Regions from separate parts of the Sus scrofa genome. Here regions 2 and 3 are each linked to region 1. A link is a contact called in public Hi-C and HiChIP or PLAC-seq data. All regions are on one chromosome and are shown on one strand. Each heading gives the region's core, a stretch centred on a gene start, on an enhancer-like site or on the middle of the called end of the contact. The rest is flanking DNA. Distances are from core to core; before and after follow the strand shown.

Region 1 (3,613 bases), core at 517-3,016:
GCTGCCCGGGGCCCCGTGCTGTCCACAAGCTGACCGACCTCCCTCCTGGGCTCTGCAGGGCACATCAGCTGGTCTGAGGAATCCACCTGTCCCCACGGGCAAGGGCCCTGGGACCCAGGCTGCCTGGGCCTATCGGTGGGTCTGCCTTCCGGCTCTGGCTATCGGAGTGGGCCTGCTGCCCTCCCAGGAAGGGGCCGCCCCCGCTCCCAGCAGAGAAAGGCGATGAGAAGCCCCCATCACCAGGCCTGCTCCCTTCCAGGCTGATACCACAGGCCGCTCTGCTGTAACTTCCTGTGGGGGCAGGGCCTTCCCACCCAGGCTGGGCCTGTCACCAGCCTGCTGAGGGCTTCCGCCTGAGGAGAGGGTGTGGGAGTGAGTCCCTGTCACCAAGAGCCCCCTCTGCTCTCCCCTCAGACCCCCAGAATGACCCCCAAGGCCAGGCCTCTCCTGCCCAGAAGTGGGTGAACGGGGGACTGGGGCTGCCCCTTGGGGTCTTAGCAAAGCCAGTTGGAGGGGAGGAAGGAAAGACAGCGGGAGGGAGCGGAAGTTAAGTTGGGGAAATATCTTTTTTGGAACCAAATGATTAAGCTGCTGCCTGAGTCACTGCGACTCTGTTATCGAGAGCTGCGCAGCAGGGCCGGCCCGGAAGTGCCAGGGGACCCGTGGGCACTCACTGATCTCCTCCACAATCTTCAGGAGCACCCCACCGATGTGCGACTCCCCTGTGACCCGGAGGGTGACCGACTCGGCCTCGGGGTCCTCTTCTCCGACGAACACCCGCAGCTCCCAGGACGAGTCGATGTAGTCCCCCGTGGCTGTCTGCATGCCCGCCATGGCTGCGGTGGCTCTGCGGGAGGGTGGGCAGGACGCTGGGTGGGCAACCGGGGCCTGGCAGGTCGCCCGTGGTTCCCCGGGGCAAGCGGGAGGGAGAGAGTGAGCCCTCGGGCCAGAACGCCCCAACGGCAGCAAGACACGGGCCGAGTCGTTCCAGGCAGAGCGGAGATGGTTGAGCTGGAGGGACCCTCGGCGACCACGTCACCCAGCCCTCTCCCTTCGTACCAGACGGAAGATGAGGGCGGGTAAGAGAGGAAGGGGCTCCCTCAAGATGACTCAGCTCCATGCCCGTAGCCCGGCCCCAAGCCCACACTGGCAGCTGCCCACCCTGGAAATGGTTGTAAACCCAGGTCAGAAAATAGTCCGGATCAGGCCCAAAGCTCAGCTCCATCACCCCAAACCAGCCGGAGCCTCTCTAGGGCAGTGGGAAGTCCAGGCTGCCACATGGAGAGAGGCACGCTGGGCAGAGGGGCACCGGGAGGCCGGGGAAGACAAGGGTCTTTGGGCCTCCGGCCTCCCACCCACTTACCTTGTCTGCAAGGGGGTGGGGTTGCTGGTGGGGGGTCAGGGTGTGAGCCACTCCTGGCCTCAGCCCGCACACCTGCAGGCCACTGCTCGCTTCTTTCCCCTCCGCTTTCTCTCTGGAGCTTTCTTCAGAGGGCAGCCCTTGCGTCTTATCATGAACAGGGCGGGCTCAGCCCCTCCCCAGGGCGGGCTGGAGCTGGGTGCAGGAAGCAACTGCCAGTAGGGAGGTGGAGGTGGCGGTGGCGGTGAGGGTTCCACTGGGGCCCTGCCTTTGCTCCCAGTGAGCACAGGAAGCAAGTGGGGCTTGGGGACCCAAGACCACGCCAAGAGTCCCTTCCTTTGGAGGAAAGCTCAATTCAAATCAGAGAAGTTACCAAATCATGTTCCCCTAGAGAAAGCCATCTCTCATCTCCAACCTGTCATGAGGTGGGGGGGTCTCTGGGCTGTACGCATCACTCTGCTGCCAAGAGGGGGAGCTGTGGGTGGGATCCGGGTTGCTTGGGAACTTGGCAGGTCAAGTCAGCTCAAGCCTAGGAGGCCCTTTATCACCACAAAGCAGATCCGTGAAAGCCCCCCAACCCCGAGGGAAATACCCGCTTTGTCTTTTCTGCCCAAGCAGGGACTTCTACCTCCAAACCTGTCAGCCAGAGAGCTGCCCACGGGAGTGGCTGAACAGAAATTAGCCCTGATGTCTCCCAACCTGCCTGCCCCGCACCTTCAGGTCTTAAGGCTCCAGACTTGTTTCCGCCACTGTGGCACCACCTGCTCGTGCTTCCCTAGGCCAGGGCCCACGAGGCTCACTCCTGTTAAGTCCATACACACACGGGACTTGGAGACTCCTGGCAGCCCATCATCTTCCTGCCTATCACCCACACGGGTACCTGAGCTTTGGGAGCAAGGCCTTATATTCACCAGCAGCTCCCAAGCAGAAATTCTTTGTTTTTTGTCCTTTTAGGGCCTCAACCTCAGCACATGGAGGTTCCCAGGCTAGGGGTTGAATTGGAGCTACAACTGCCAGCCTATGCCATGGCCACAGCAATGCCAGATCCGGGACGAGTCTGCGACCTACACCACAGCTCATGGCAAGACCGGATCCTTAACCCACTGAGCAAGGCCAGGGATCAAACCCACAACCTCATGGTTCCTAGTCAGATTCGTTTTCGCTGTGCCACAATGGGAACTCCCCAAGCAGAAATCCAACTTTCTAGATGATCAGTTTGGGGATGGAACAGAGCCTGAAGAGACAGTAGCAACAAAGGTAGAGGAATCCCTGTGGAGGTGGCTTTTGAACTATGCCACCCAAATGAGTGAGGCGGCCTGCTGGGGATTCCCAAGGGGCCAGTTTATGCAAAGTCAAGGCTGCAGGAAGTGCAGCCAGCTGCTGGCCTCAGCTGCTTCCTAACCAACAAGCTGCACTCATGGAGCAAATGAGGAAGTTTTATTCCAGCCCCAGAAGAAACCCCAGGCCAAGGTTTTAGAAAGTTTGTTGCAACCATGATAAAGTGCTCAGGCTCAGTCCAGGGCAGGGAGTTAAGAAGTAAAACTTAACAAGCAGCAGCTGACAGACTTCAGCTCTCCAAAAGGGAGGTCTGAAGCATCTCTTGCAATGGAAATTGGTTTTGTTTCACGGGTGAGATCCAGCATCCTTTGGGTCTAACTGGTTTGTGGATTTGAGATTAGAATGTGGAGAACTGGAAGTTCATCTGAACCTCAGGAGCTGGGCCTCTCTGGGCTGGAGCCTCCGATTTCCCTCCAATGGTTCACTGAGCAACAGCACCACCTAGCGGCCACCTCACTAGGCTGTGGAACCAGGTCAAGCTCACACAGACCCCACCCCTTGAGGACAGACAGACAGGCTCTGGTTCTCAGGAGCCAATCTGCACTCACACTTCTGCCAACCCAGGCTGTGACCCCGCAGGACAGCAAAATCTTTTGGCATAAAAATTAGGGACACAGCCTTGTATAACCACGCCTGACTGGCTTGTTTTATTGGAGAAGAGGACGTGGAGTTAACAATGTGAGAACAGCTGGGACCTGAGGTTGGGAAGCACACCCTCCCCTCCCCATACAAGCCCACTGTCCCAAATAAAAAATAACCAACTATGGGAGAGCAGCTGAGACAGCGACTGGGGGCAGGGGAAGGAGACATGGAACTCGAGGGCAGCAGAAGAGACCATGCGTGTGCCGGGAGGGCCCAGAGGCAGCGGCTGCACGAGTAACGGAGTGTAAGTCTCTGCATCGTCCACAGGGGTCT
Region 2 (3,613 bases), core at 786-3,285, 130 kb before region 1:
CAGTCCAAAGGTGTACCTCCTGGATGGCGGCAGCCAGCTCACTCTGGACGTCGAGGCTGAGGCCCTGGATGTGTCGGATGAAGAGTTCCCGGTGCTCACACTGCGGGGAAGAGGGGACGAGGCTGAGCCGGAGTGTCCCACCTCTGCGGCCAAAGCAGGACCGTACCCTTCCCTCCCCCGCTCACCTGCACGGACGCCCCCAGCAATAGCCTAAGGATGCCTTCTAGCTCCTCCACCGCCTCCTCTGCAGGGCACAAGCCACAAGGGGTTAACGGGCAGGGGAAGGGGTACAAGCAGGAAGGGGTGGTGGGAGAGAGCACCTGAGAAGGGGTCCAACCCCAAAGTCTGGAGGTCTGGTGGTGGTGACAGGATCAGCAGCTGCAGCTCCTCCTGCGGAGGAGGGGCAGGAGATGTGGGAAGGGCCTTCCCGAAGCGGGGGGGGGGGGGGGGGGGGCGGGGGGGGGCGGGGGGGGTCCCAGGCTCGGCCTCCCCAGATCCCTCACCTGGTAGAAGTCCCTCAGTCGGCTCCACAGGTGGTTCAGGTTCCACACCCGCCAGGCTACGGGCCCCTCATGGCCTCTGGTCATTCGAGGGCCCCTCGGGAGCTAGGGGCACTGTGGGCACAGGTAGGTGATAGATGGGAGGGAAAATCCAGGACCCGCCTCCCCTAAACCAGGCTCTGCCCACCGCCCCTCAGGCTCCTCCCACCAGGATGCCAGGCCCCCTCCCTCAAACCCCTAGGGAGCTGCCGGGGTCATTCTCTTGTGCCCCTTACATGATGCCCAGCACCCGGAGAAGCAGGGCCCCATCGCTGAGACGCAAGAACCTCTTCTCCGGACAAAGGGGCCCATCTCCTTCCTCCTCTGCTTCCCCCTCTGGCTCCTCAGCCTCCCCCACCAGCCCAGCCAGTCCCAGCGCCTGTGGGAACAGAAAGGAGTCAGCTGGCCTGGGTGGGAGCCCTCCACCAGCTGAGCGACTCCCGAGAGCCTCTGACCTGCCCCCGAGCCCACGCAGCCCCTCCTCACCAGTTCCCTGAATGCCAGTGGCCCGGGGTCTGGACCCCTTTCCCTGCCCCTCCATCCTCGGTTGAGCCCACCCCTCTCCTCCAGGCCCCCTCTGCCCCGCTCCTCCCCACCCCCACACCAGCCCCTCCCAGCTGCTCACTTCCCCTCCCCAGCCCCCCTCCCCCTGCCCCCTCACCCAGGTGGCCAGGCTCCCACTGAGGAAGTCTCTGATCCTGGGCCCCTTGCCCCCATCCATGACGGGGTCAGGGTGTTGGTCCTGTTGTGGCAGCTGCACCTGCCGTGAGAGGAAGAGGAAGTCCCCGGGTGGGGATCCCGGCCCCAGCCACAGACACCCTGTGCAGCTAGCTTCCTCCTTCCGGGTGCTGGCAGGCCGTGCACCCCCAGGCTCCTGCTTCGCCACCCTGCCTCCGCCCCCACCACTCCACATCCTCCCAGCATCTCCGACAGTGCTGGCCCAGGGATTAGCAGTAGGGTCAGGGCTCCCCAGGAGCAAGGCCCACGGCTCTCCTGGCTCCATGGACAAGGGTAGGTGAGTCCTTCCCCTCCCTGGGCCTCCTTTGCCCAACTTGAAACCCGCGAGGGCCACTTCGGCCTTGTACATTTCAGGGCCTTTGCAGGGGCTCCAGGCCTCACATGGTGCGTCTAGGTGCCCACACCTGCCTCTTCTGATCTGCCCGGCTCCCCTCTCCCTCTGTTGCTCCTCAAACTTATCCCAAACACCCTCCCAACCCGTGAAGCTGGGAGATGCCACCCCCCGCAGCAGACCCCCTCTGAGCCCTCACCAGAGGGGCTACCCCCCCCTTATTCTCTATACACTGGACAGAGACAGGACATCTGGCCTGGGGGCTAGGGACCTCACAGGTCTCTCTTTCCTGTCTGTAAAAAAAGCGGGTTGGAATCCAGCCTCTGAGGGAAGCAGTTTGATGCAGAGACCAGAGACATGCCTCATGGACAAACCAGGAGGCCAGGAGGACACCCCGCAGCTCACTATGAGGCTCCGTGTGGGCCGCCGTGCTGGGTACTGAGATGCGGTAAAAAGCCACATAGTCCCTGCCCCCATGGGTGCACAGTACCCTGGGGAGGCAGCTATGCAAATCACACACACACACACACACACACACACACACACACACACACAATGTAACACTGCAGCTGTGCTACAGGCATTGACAGGGAGGGCGCTTGACGGCAGGGGGATGATCAGGAAGGGCAGGGGGAGGGCGGCTGACATGAAGCTGAGATTGGGAGGACCGGGTTACCTGGGCAAAGCGGGGAAGAGAGAAGGACATCCAAGCAGCTGCAACAGATAGTGCAAGGCCTCAGCTGGAAGCACGGCCAGCGTAAAGCCCAGACATTATTCATGTTTCATCGATTCCCACTTTTTTGTTGTTTGTTTGTTTTTTGTTTGTTTGTTGAGGGCCACACCTGCGGCATATGGAAGTTCCCAGGCTAGGGGTCAAATTGGAACTACAGTTGCTGGCCTACACCACAGCCACAGCAACGCCAGACCCAAGCCACATTTGCGACCTACACCGCAGCTCATGGTAATACCAGATCCTTAACCCACTGATCTAGGCCAAGGATCAAACCCAAGTCCTCATGGATACTAGTCAGGCTCATTACCACTGAGCCACAATAGAAACTCACTCCCACTTTATTTTCATTATTATTCTTTTTTTTTTTTTTTTTTTTGTCTTTTTGTCTTTTGTTGTTGTTGTTGTTGCTATTTCTTGGGCCGCTCCCTCGGCATATGGAGGTTCCCAGGCTAGGGGTTGAATCGGAGCTGTAGCCACCGGCCTATGCCAGAGCCACAGCAACGCGGGATCCGAGCCGCGTCTGCAACCTACACCACAGCTCACGGCAACGCCGGATCGTTAACCCACTGAGCAAGGGCAGGGACCGAACCCGCAACCTCATGGTTCCTAGTCGGATTCGTTAACCACTGCGCCACGATGGGAACTCCCTCTTTTTTTTTTTTTTTTTTGGCCCAGCCTATGGCATGCAGAAATTCCCAGGCCAGGGATCGAACCCTAGCTACAGCAGTGACGATGCTGGATCCTTAACCACTAAGCCACCAGGGACCTCCCCAGACACTTTATTTCTCACATGGATAAATCTCTGAAGTCAAGTTGCACGGCAGAATTGCTGGCTGGCTGGCAGCTGTCCTGACATTGTTGTCATTGCTTGCACGTGCCCACACTTCAAAAGCATCAAACCCTTCAGAAAGGGCATCAGCAGCTTGGAAGAGGAGCCCAGAGGAAAGAGCAGAGCACTCTTAACCCCAAGACCCAATGGTGGGAGCCCCCCTGTGGCAGGGAGTGGGGTGGGATGGGGGCGGGCGGCGGAAAGCAGACTTGTCAGCAATGCTCCCAAAGCAGAAACCCAGAGTCAGGGGGCTCTGCAGGCCTGCAAAGCGGGCTTCGGACTCCCATGGCTGCTGGTGGGTTTAGGGTTGTCTTATGAATTGTTGGGGAGGACAGCTGCTCTCCTGAACTCTTGACGCCTCACAGGAGGAGGTGGTAGGGCAAGCAGACAGCGAACCTCTGTCTGATTCCAAATGCGAATGAGCTGTAACACCATAAACAATG
Region 3 (3,613 bases), core at 478-2,977, 93 kb before region 1:
CCCAAACAGCGCCCAGCACAAAGGAGGAAGTAAACACTTTAAAACTGTAGCCAATGACTGAATGAATGAAAGACAAGCACTTTCTCAAACAGCGCAGGTCCACAGAAAAGGTATTAACTCCCTCCTCTCAACCATCTCTGGGATTCCATTCAAAGCACAGGTCCTACCACGCTGCCTGTGCTCATTTTCATGCTCGTCTCTGTGGCCCCAGGACTTTGTATGACGCCTGCCCAGTAGGGGGCGTTCCTAGAACGTCTGCTTGATTTACAGTGTGAAAGATAGGCGTTGGCGCCCCTTTCAAGGAATCCTAGCAACTTGGTCCTACAGTTTCCCCCCATTTCCCAACAATAGAAATTGAGGTTCTGGCCAGCCCCCTGCCCTGTGAGCGCCCACAGCCCGGTGAGACCACACTGACCGGAGTCGATCCTGGAGTCGTCGTCCCCGTCCTCTAAAGTGCTTCCCGGGGAGCTGCCGCGGTGCATCTCCAGCTCCATCAAGGGGTGCTCGTCCGGCTCTTCTGGCTTGAAGTCGTCCTTGTCCCCTCCGTCATCCAATTCTTCCCAGCCTCCATCCGAGTCGTGGCCGGCCTTCTGATGGTACCACCCGCCATCCTTGCTGCCTAGACTGTTGCCCTCCAGTTCCGAGTCCTCGCAGACAGTGGGCAGTTGCACACTCAGCTTCGGCTGCGACAGCGTCGAGGTGGTCCACAGATTCCGGATGTCCTGTGGGCTCGACGCGCCTGAGCCACGGCGGCCCGAAGACTTGGCCGATGCCTGTGGGCCACATACATCGGAGGAAGCCAAGGAGAATTGGGAAGGGGAGGAAGAGCAAGCTGGAGGCGGGGATCCCGAGCCCAACCGGGGCCGAGACTCTGTCGCGGGGGAAGAGGGGGATTGTTGGGAGCTGCCCTGAGCCGGGACTGAGTGAGAACATAGCCAGGAGCCCAGGCTGGACCTAGGATGGGTCTGGGTGCTGACAGGGTGGGGCGGCCCAGGAAGAGTTCTTACTTTGAAAGGCTTTTCCTCCATGGTTCTGCCCCAACGGACCCAGGCACTACTGGCCTCGGGGCGTGGAGGAGGGGCTCACGCTCCGGGAAGGGGGGAGGGGCAGGGCCCGGTCTGGAATGGCGACGGGGACCTGGCTCTGGGAGAGTTCACCCTGCAGCCCTCCGCATTAGATGTCATTGTCCCCCTTCCCTCATCCCCCAATACCAATAGCTGTACTGAGGATGGACGCAAAGCCCATCTTGGCAGATTCTCATGCCAGACCCTACCGGTAACCTCCAGGCAAAAGCACAGGTCCAAGCACAGCCTCGAGCCCCCGCACCTTGACCGACGTGGGTGGGGGTGGGGGTGGCTCAGCCTGAGGGTCCTGGGGGACCTGACTTGCCCCGAGGGAGGTGGCCTGACGCAAGCACTCCCACACCCTCTCGCGTCCTCGGAGCGCCACTGCCGCAGCGGTACAGACTGTTTTCGTTTATTGATGCAGGCTTTGAGGCACAGTTGTGAGGTGTTGTGAGGGACAGGCCCAGCCGGTACAGCGAGACAGAAAGCCTTGGGGGGTCTGGAAATGGATGAAGTGAGGAGAGGGCCAGGAGCAAGGGGCGGCAGTCAAGCAACCCCGTAGCCTCCTCCCCAGGTTTCAGTCCGGTCGAGAGAGGGCTCTTTGGTCAAACAAGCAGAGCATGCCGGGGAGAGGGCAAGAACGAAGCCCTTTGAGAGGCCCGGGCCGGGGTCCTGCCCCTACGAGGACACGCCTTTGTCCCGGGGGCGCCCGGGGCCCCGGGGCCGCGCGGGCTTCCTGGGGGCGTTGAGGGGCCGGCGGCGACCCCGTGGCGCGCGGGGCAGTGCGCAGCCGCGCTCGCTCTGCGTGTCCGAGGACTCGTCGATGAAGGCAAGATTCTCGCTGGGGTAGTCCAGCGCCGAGGCCGTGGGCGGCGTGGGTGGCGTGGGCGGCGAGGGCGGCGAGGGCGGCGAGGGTGGCTCGGTCTTCTCCGGGGCCACAGGGGATAGTGGCCTGCTGGCGGGCTGCGCTGGGCACGGCGGTGGAGGCAGGGGTGGCCGCTCCTTCTCCTGCGGCGGTGGTGCCGGGGGACCTACTCGCTGGGTCACCCGCGCGGTCACCGTGCCGGTCCAGCTGGCGGCCTGCGCCGTGAGGCCGCCCATCTGCGCGGGGAGGAAAGGCAGTCCTTGGCTGGGGGTTCTTGACCGTCTCCGCAACCCCGGTAGCCTGCTCCTTCACCCTTCACCGATCAGGTGCTGCCCCTCTTTTTCCTCCCGGTCCTCCTGCCTCAGGAGGAGGGAAAGGCTCATGACCCAGCCACATGCTCCCTTCCTCCATCTTCACCGAAGTGTCCTCTTCTCCAGGAGAAAAACCCCGGTTTTATTTCAGTTCTCCCTCCATCCCCCCTCACCCATCTTTGCCCCTCCAGCCGCTCTGGGGCCAGACGCAAGGAGCAGGGTTCCAAAATACAGGTCACCCAGTTACATGAGAATTTCAGATAAACAACAAATGCAGTATTAGATAAGTATGTCCCATGCAGTACTTGGGACATATTTATACTCAAATATTATTTGCAACTTCTCTGAAATGCACATGTAACTGGGCTTCCTTCATCTTTACTTGCTAAATCTGGTAACCTTATCCCGGAATGTGGAGATGGAGCACCTGCAAACCTGTTGGAGTTTATCCCTTTGTTCTCCGCAGGTGCACACTGGGGCTCCCTCAGTCCCTGCCTTGGGGGAGACCCCATCTGGAAGGGAGGCAGGCTGGTCAACCTGCCGCTAGGGTACAGCACGGCAGCACCAAAGCGCAGGCGCAGCGCTGCGGCGGGGGGCGCCTACCTCTGCCCGGGTGCGGCGGGACACGACTCGCAGCCAGTTCCCGATGGTGGTGAGCACTGAGGCGAAGTAGGCCAGGCCGAGTAGGATCCAGAACCACACCAGAGGCTGGTAGGCTGCAGAGTTCTGGTTGGGACTGGCGCCTTGGGACCCCACCGGGGAGGGCAGAAAGAAGCTGATGGTGAGCTCAGCAAGTCTTGAGCCTGTGAGTCTCGGGTTCACCGCGCCTCTTCCCATCGCAACGCCTTGATCTGCCCGCCCCAGAGCAATGGGTACGTGCTAGAGCGTGTGAATGGATGCAAGAAGATGAATGGGCGTGACTTGATGGTGTGCAGGAGAAGAGCCGTGTGAGGGGTGCATTTAATATATATGTCAGCAGGCATGCGAGCATGAGGTGTTGCATCCATGCACAAATGTGAGGGTGCATTCAATGAGCGGATGTAGGGATTGGAGCAAGCACGTGTGAGTGCAGAAGCACCGGGGTGAATTTGGCGGGAGAAGCAAGATCGCAAAGTGGGTGGGGAAGTGCAGCCCAAGAAAAGTGGCCTCACCGGCCACGTAGTCTCCGAAGCCCACCGTGGTGAGCGTCACCACGACGAAGTAGATGGCTTCCAGCTTGCTCCAGCCCTCCACATAGCAGAAGATGAACGTGGGCGTGAGGACAAAGAGCAGGCAGCCGATCAACAGGAAGAGCACCGCTGATAGAATTCGCACCAGCTCCGGTGGCACGTGCCACTTCTGCAGGAAGGGGCAGTTGGCGGGGGCGAGAAGTC

The links. A called contact is a pair of places that touch in the nucleus more often than the background predicts. HiChIP or PLAC-seq counts read pairs in DNA pulled down with a chosen protein or histone mark.
Region 2: an H3K27ac HiChIP or PLAC-seq map of alveolar macrophages shows a contact between it and region 1. The contact joins the promoter of CCDC88B here to the promoter of FERMT3 in region 1. A contact is called at or near these places in 4 of 5 promoter capture datasets (fetal liver, fetal skeletal muscle and liver), 11 of 47 Hi-C or Micro-C datasets (alveolar macrophages, blood, embryonic fibroblasts and 7 more) and 1 of 2 datasets of contacts at active chromatin or transcription factors (alveolar macrophages).
Region 3: a Hi-C map of mesenteric adipose tissue shows a contact between it and region 1, with 2.5 times the contacts expected there. The contact joins the promoter of CATSPERZ here to the promoter of FERMT3 in region 1. A contact is called at or near these places in 4 of 5 promoter capture datasets (fetal skeletal muscle, liver and skeletal muscle), 20 of 47 Hi-C or Micro-C datasets (alveolar macrophages, blood, brain and 12 more) and 2 of 2 datasets of contacts at active chromatin or transcription factors (alveolar macrophages and skeletal muscle).

The regions. Positions count from the first base shown.
Region 1 is chr2:7,908,126-7,911,738 of Sscrofa11.1, forward strand. It overlaps FERMT3 (fermitin family homolog 3), which reads right to left and starts at 1,767. Exons shown (of 15, transcript XM_003122594.4): 1 at 1,364-1,767; 2 at 675-847. The coding sequence starts at 834. STIP1 (stress-induced-phosphoprotein 1) reads right to left here. Exons shown (of 15, transcript XM_003353794.4): 15 at 3,318-3,613.
Region 2 is chr2:7,782,590-7,786,202 of Sscrofa11.1, forward strand. It overlaps CCDC88B (coiled-coil domain-containing protein 88B), which reads right to left and starts at 2,036. Exons shown (of 31, transcript XM_021082875.1): 1 at 1,201-2,036; 2 at 776-918; 3 at 601-614; 4 at 504-598; 5 at 321-390; 6 at 186-244; 7 at 17-100. The coding sequence starts at 1,626. It overlaps LOC110259241 (a long non-coding RNA gene), which reads left to right and starts at 1,372. Exons shown (of 3, transcript XR_002341448.1): 1 at 1,372-1,550.
Region 3 is chr2:7,815,600-7,819,212 of Sscrofa11.1, forward strand. It overlaps CATSPERZ (testis-expressed protein 40), which reads right to left and starts at 1,728. Exons shown (of 4, transcript XM_021082876.1): 1 at 416-1,728. The coding sequence starts at 1,028. KCNK4 (potassium channel subfamily K member 4) reads right to left here. Exons shown (of 8, transcript XM_013994155.2): 6 at 3,392-3,578; 7 at 2,844-2,983; 8 at 1,463-2,165. The coding sequence ends at 1,743.